Linked DNA regions of Mus musculus: region 1 is linked to region 2. Evidence: chromatin contacts called from public HiChIP or PLAC-seq data. All regions are on one chromosome and are shown on one strand. The core of a region is the stretch at or near the end of the contact, and the rest is flanking DNA. Distances in the headings are between cores, read along the strand shown. Region 1 has its middle 11 kb from the start of Gm29856. Region 2 holds the start of Sdccag8 (serologically defined colon cancer antigen 8).

Region 1 (2,737 bases), core at 223-2,722, 650 kb after region 2:
TCAGGGATAGGCGTGTGTGTGTGTGTGTGTGTGTGTGTGTGTGTGTGTGTGTGTGTGTGTGTGCAAGGAACCTGGAGACCCAGACACATTGAGGCCTCATTCAGCCTAAAAAGCTTGTTTGGAGCACCGTGAAGAGGGTGTTTAATTATCTCAGAACCTGAGAACAAATGTCCACAAACTTGGTGACTAAAACACATTGTCTTATAGTGCTAGAGTGCAAAATAAATACAGAAAGAAAGAAAGAAAGAAGGAAGGAAGGAGAGAGAGAGAGAGAGAGAGAGAGAGAGAGAGAGAGAGAGAGAGAGATTGATTGTTGGTACAGCCATGCTCCCTGCAGAAGCTCCATTGAGGAAACTTCCTGACTCTTCACTTCCAGTTTCCGATGTTCCTGTGGCTGCAGTTTAACCTTCATTGTTCCTAACCAATGCTGTCTCTCCTTTTGCTTCTTCTGAGGACAACTGACCATTGGACTCAAGGCTGTGACAGTATCCTAGAGTTTGTTGTATCTGCAAAGACCCCTTTTCTAAGTAAGGAAGCACTCACAGGGTCTGGGTGCTAATGAAGATCTATCTTTTAGTAAGTCACCGTCTAACCCCTGACAGAGGGCTGAAGACTGAGTGTGTTCTGGGTGCTGGATGAGGTCAGCTCTTATAGGGTCTCTGGAGCAAGGGGAGTCGTTTCCATGTACATTCCAGAAGAAGTCCTCGTTCTCTTGTGGAAGCAGATAGGTAGCAATGGCACATCTACAGTGCTGGAGATCAATGCTGGGACAGAAGGTAGGGGACTGGCTAAGTTCTCACCAGAGCAAGGGGTGCACAGAAGTGTTTGGATTATAGATCCAGTCAGTCAATGTACTTGGAGTAGTGGGGCAGTCGGGTGGCTGGCAGGGTGGAAGCACTAGAATCATACACCATTCTGACCTGAGTCTCCATACTGTCCTTCCCCAGGAGACAGCCCAGGGAGGTGGGAAGAATATTGGCAGAATCTGGGTTCAAATCCCAGACCTTCCTTCCATTTCCCAGATTCTTGTTGTTCATGATGTTTCCCAGTGCCTGAGCTGTGGTTTTCTGTTCTAAAGTAGATCTAGCAATACAGACTTCACAGATCTCTTGAAAGAATTAAAGATAATATGAGCAGGGTGTGTATGGGTCTAGGGTTTGGCACCTCGTGAGTATCCAGATGTGCCAGCTCTTCCTCTTGCTTGGCCTCACCCCTTTCCGGCTGGTACTTCCCCTGGGCTCAGCTGTGCCTGTCAGCTTTTACTTCTCTTTGCCACTCCACCTGCGGCTTCTGTCCCCAGGGATCTGTCCTTAGAGGGACCCTCTCCACTGACCTGGAACATTCAGTCGACGTCTTTTCCTGGTGCCTGAGGACCAGCATAGCTGCTGTAAAGGCAATGAGCTATGAGGTGGGTGGGCCGAGGGCCTGAACCTCGAGTGCTTGCTTAGCTGATCTCTGTGGTGGTAGCTCTCTCTCTCTCTTACATCACTTACCCAGCAAACGTTCTGAGAAAGCTGGCATCGCCTGGCTCGAGAAAACCCAAGCTGAACTGTCCTTTCCTCTTGGTGTGTCTTGCTCACTCTGCTTTGCAGCCCACTCCCCCTTGGCAACAGATCCCTCCTCCCCCTACACTGGGTTCATGCCCCTACTGTACAGTTCTTAACGGCCTGACTTTCCCCCAGAGCCTCACAAATACCCTAACCCATAGTATGAGTGGTGACTGATGCTGAATCTAGAAGAAGCCTGGTACCAGTTTCTTTTGCCTCGATTTGATGACCCAGAAATTCAGATTTGAATGACTAAAGAGGGTCACCTTTGAAAGCCACAAATCGGGGTTTCAACTTAGTCAAATTTCAGGCTCAGATAAGGGATGAGAAGTGACTGATCTACAGTCACACAACTGGGTTGTAGTATGGATTTGAGATTTGGTTTTGGTTTTTGTTGTTGTTTTGTTTTGTTTCCTAATGTGCTTCCTGCCTCTTGGTGCTACTCAGAGTGGTAAACGAGATGGCTATGCCCCACATCGTCCATGGATCAGGGATCCACTGAGGCCACTGAGACCATCCTGTGTTTGATGGAGAAAACTACCATCAATTATTCTGACTATGCATATGCTCTGGAGTACCCAAAGCTTGTCCGTGCCTTCTAACAGAAGCTAGGCTCCCATCTAGACAAATCCTGGCCAGCAAACTCAGCCTTACTGCATCTCCTTTTTGTGTTTAGGACTCAGTTTACATTTAATTGATGTTCAACACATTGTGAGCTGGGGTGTGTGTGTGTGGGGGGGGGGTTGCTTGCTTTCTATGGCAATGTAGATTTGAGGTTCATGGGGCAGGTTCCAATCTGAGAAAGAGTCAGCCTCTTCCATGCTGGAGTCTTTCTGGTATGTGTATCACGCTCTGTGTATTTCCCACTGACTTGGTTGTTCTCGGAAGCACAAACTTAACAGAGGTCTCAGGGAGGTGGGTTTAGGAAGGTCTGGTGGTGGGGCTCAGACATCATCCATGTAGTCCCCCAATCTCCGGGAGGCCGCTCACAGGCCTAGCTTCTGAAGCAGAACCCTTCCATCCCTCCATCCCCCTTTCTTGGAATTGAGGGGGAGGTGAGAAGGGGCTTGGCTCCATGCCTGGCACACAGCGATCCTCCAGGAAGGTGCCAGCTATTACTACAGCTACTGTTGGTATTACTGTCACAGCTTCCACACCTTCCACACCACCCACAGGCTGCTTCCTGCCAG
Region 2 (3,170 bases), core at 362-2,861:
AAACAACAGCTTCGCTGTCAGGCCCTACCTAAACCCAGCCCTCATTGTCACCTAGTAATTTTAAATTGATCAGCTTGGCAGACTTGGGACTCTAGCCTGTACAGCCTGTCTTTATACTCTTTGGGGATGGGGGTCAGGACGACAGTTTATACTCAAAATCAGAAAACAGAGATCATATGACTTAGGACACAATTCCTTGTCTTCCCGTACATGTCACGCAGCTGCTCTCTCTCTCTCTCTCCCTTGAATAAAAATGGAAGTGAACTAGACCCAAACCCAACAACTGAATCTTGGGACAATGAAGCCCACAGGAAGCCACTCGCTCCTCCCGTGGGTTTACTACCGAGCTGGAGGCTACGTGGTGTGCTGTCGCCCGGCAGCCTGCGTGACAGCACGTCTTCCACGCCCTCCCAACGCCATCTGAAGGCTAGTCGTCCGTCACCCCCTCCTCACCGCCGCCACCCTCCTCACACCCCGAAACCAACCCTACAAAAGGGATGGGCGCCCTGGAAAACTCCCTTGCCCAGCGGCAGCGCAGCCATTCCTTAGACGCTCCGCCCGCAGCGTTCCCAGGCAGCTCAGGCGGCGGCTACACAAAGCGGGAGTGAACAGAAGAGGACCGGGCGCACTGAAGGGAAGCCGGCCCTGTGCAGCCGGCCGCAGCCCATGGGGGAGGGGAGGGAGGGGACGGGAGGGCGGCGGCCGCGCGGGGCGTCCCGGTGGCGCCCCTCGCCCTCCAGGCCCGCACTCCATCCCGCCGCGGGCCGCGCCCAGGCCCCGGCCCCGGCCGCCGGAGCTATGGATGTGCAGAATCCCGGGCCATGCCGACCCCGAGCGCATCACTTACCCCTCACCGCAGAGAGGGACCGGACCGGGAGGCGGGGCGCGGCGCGTCCCGTCTGTCTCTGCCACGCTGTCCTCCCCCCACCCCCTCGCCGTTGTCGTCGTCGTCGTCGCCGCCGCCGTGGAGCTGGGGGCCCCTCGGTTCCGCTGGGCAATAACGTTATTCCACACACGCCCCACACATAGCGGGAACGGCAGCGAACGGCAGCTCAGTGCGCAGGCGCCTCGCAAAGGGCAGCGAGCCAGGTCCTCTCCCTCCTCCAGCCAGGGCCCAGCGATGCCTCACTGCGCAGGCGCCAGACCCAGACAATGAAAGGGGGCTTTGCAGAGGGTCTCACCCACACGCTCTCGCAGCTGCCCACTGCGCAGGCGTGCCCTCAAGACAGTCTTGAACAATAAAGAGCCGCTTGGCTGGAGTGGGACCGCAACCAACCAGGACTACGATTCCCAGCGGGCAGCGCGCCAACTCCACGCGGAGGGCGGGGCTCTGAGCAGGCTAGGAGTTGCAGTGTCCGTCACTTTCACAGTTTGGCTGTTTGGAAGATTTACACTTCATTTTCTAGAGAAAAACAGTTTTGACAGAACTCCTAACTAAAACCGAGTTTGCAGTGAATGCTTGCGAGGGCTCAGGGATCAACTCCACACCGGCCCGTTTTGAAGAGTCTTAAGTCCTTCACCGGGCCGGTTCTGTCAGCGAGTCTATCCAGCTGGCTGAGGATGGCAGGACAGCGGGACTAATCCAAGCGATGCAAAAGGGAAAGGGCGCGGCGCGCCAACCCGTCTCTTGGCAACAGCCTCAGGCCGCTAAACTGTCGGAGTGGCGCTCCGAGCGCATAGCCCTCTGGGAAGCGTAGTATAGCTGGAAGGCTCATAGGACTCTCGAGGCTGCAGGCTTTAAGCCTGAGAACTACAATTCCCGACGTTCACCATGAGGGCCAGGGGGTAGGAAGAGCCCCTAGGAGCTCGGTCCGGGGTTCCTGGTTCCCTAGTGACAGCAGCGACAGGAAGCAGGCAGGCATCCCCTCATCCCCAGCGCTAGGCCTGTCCTCGGAGGGGTGCACTGGATACTTTCCCGCATAACTCCCATCTCTGACCCCATGGCGAAGTCCCCAGGGAACTCTACCCTGGAGGACAGTCTGGGGCAATACCAACGGAGTCTCCGGGGTGAGTTGCTCCGAATCTCAGTGCCTAGTAGCTCTTAGGTACCACGGGCAATAGTGGGTTGTTTTTTGTTTTTTTGTTTTTGTTTTGTTTTGTTTTTTCCAGAGACTTTCCTTGAGCACTAGCCAGGCTGTGGAGGAAGACGACCGATGTTGCTCTGACCTTATGGATGAAATCTTTTAGTTTTGTTTTTAGGATTAAGCAGCATTATCCTTATCCTTGTGGTTGGTTACCTGACCCAACAAGGAACCTACATCTTGATTTAAGTGTCTTATCAACCAGTGCCAGCACAAACTCATGGGCAGCTCCATGCCACTTTTACCCTGTTGCCATACTGTTGCTGTTTAATTCAATAAATTCCTTATTTATATTTCTTACACATGCAAATTCTGGTGTAGTATAGCAAATCTGACGTATAAGTCCAGAAAGAAAACACTAATAGTTATTTGAAATAATACAATATCTACTGATCTACATTATTTTCATATAGCAAAGTATTTAAAACTTTATCTCACTAATGACTCCATTTTACTGGTCAGGAAACCAAAGCCAAAACTCACACAGCTGGTTGGTAGCGGCAAAGGCATGTACAGAATTCAGGCCTATCCACCTTCAAAGCCTATGCCTTTCTTATTAATCAAGTAATAATTACTATAATCGAAGCCTAGCTTAGTTAATTCAAGTTTTCTGAGCAAAGAACCAGAAGAATAATTATCTGGCAAAGTGCTCTCCATACTCATAGCTAGCTAGCTCTGTTCTTTTGACCACATGTGAAATCTCCGGAAACTTGAGACTTTGTTATAGTGAATTCGTGGTGTCAACTACAACATGATTATTATGGAGAACAAGTTAACCAAAAGAATAATGAACATAAGACTGATTTATTTTCAGAAGTTAAGAAATCTGTAGCAAGAAATGTGTGCTAGGGGCTGGGAATGTGGCTTAGTATTAGAATGCTTGTCTGGTGTGTGGAAAAGAAGGAAGGAGAGATGGGCAAGTTAATGTGGGACTTAGAAAGATTTCACTAAAGACTTTATTCCACGGGTTATGATGTACTTTTTCCTATTCTGCATTTTCATAACCCCATATGCTATGGCCAACAGATAAAATATTTGAATCATTTATAACCTGAATTATTCAGCAAATGATAACTCAATGCCTGATTT

What was found. HiChIP or PLAC-seq counts read pairs in DNA pulled down with a chosen protein or histone mark.
Region 1: a contact with region 2 is called in an H3K27ac HiChIP or PLAC-seq map of microglia, with 4 times the contacts expected there. The contact joins the enhancer-like site here to the promoter of Sdccag8 in region 2. A contact is called at or near these places in 5 of 39 promoter capture datasets (the C10 cell line, the HPC-7 cell line and liver), 1 of 484 Hi-C or Micro-C datasets (pre-B cells), 7 of 115 datasets of contacts at active chromatin or transcription factors (astrocytes, bone marrow-derived macrophages, embryonic forebrain and 4 more) and 1 of 9 other capture datasets (adipose tissue).

Annotation. Positions count from the first base shown.
Region 1 is chr1:177,466,034-177,468,770 of GRCm38.p6, forward strand. No RefSeq gene overlaps it. Among named protein-coding and RNA genes, the nearest start is that of Gm29856, 11 kb to the left of the region's middle. Within about 2 kb of position 1,473, at least 70 of the 459 cell types and tissues checked have an H3K27ac peak or open chromatin away from gene starts, as enhancers often do. A contact at or near this core is called in bone marrow-derived macrophages, memory CD8 T cells, microglia and 1 more, where this site is marked.
Region 2 is chr1:176,813,049-176,816,218 of GRCm38.p6, forward strand. It overlaps Sdccag8 (serologically defined colon cancer antigen 8), which reads left to right and starts at 1,612. Exons shown (of 18, transcript NM_029756.3): 1 at 1,612-2,007. The coding sequence starts at 1,941. It also overlaps a transcript of Cep170 not described here.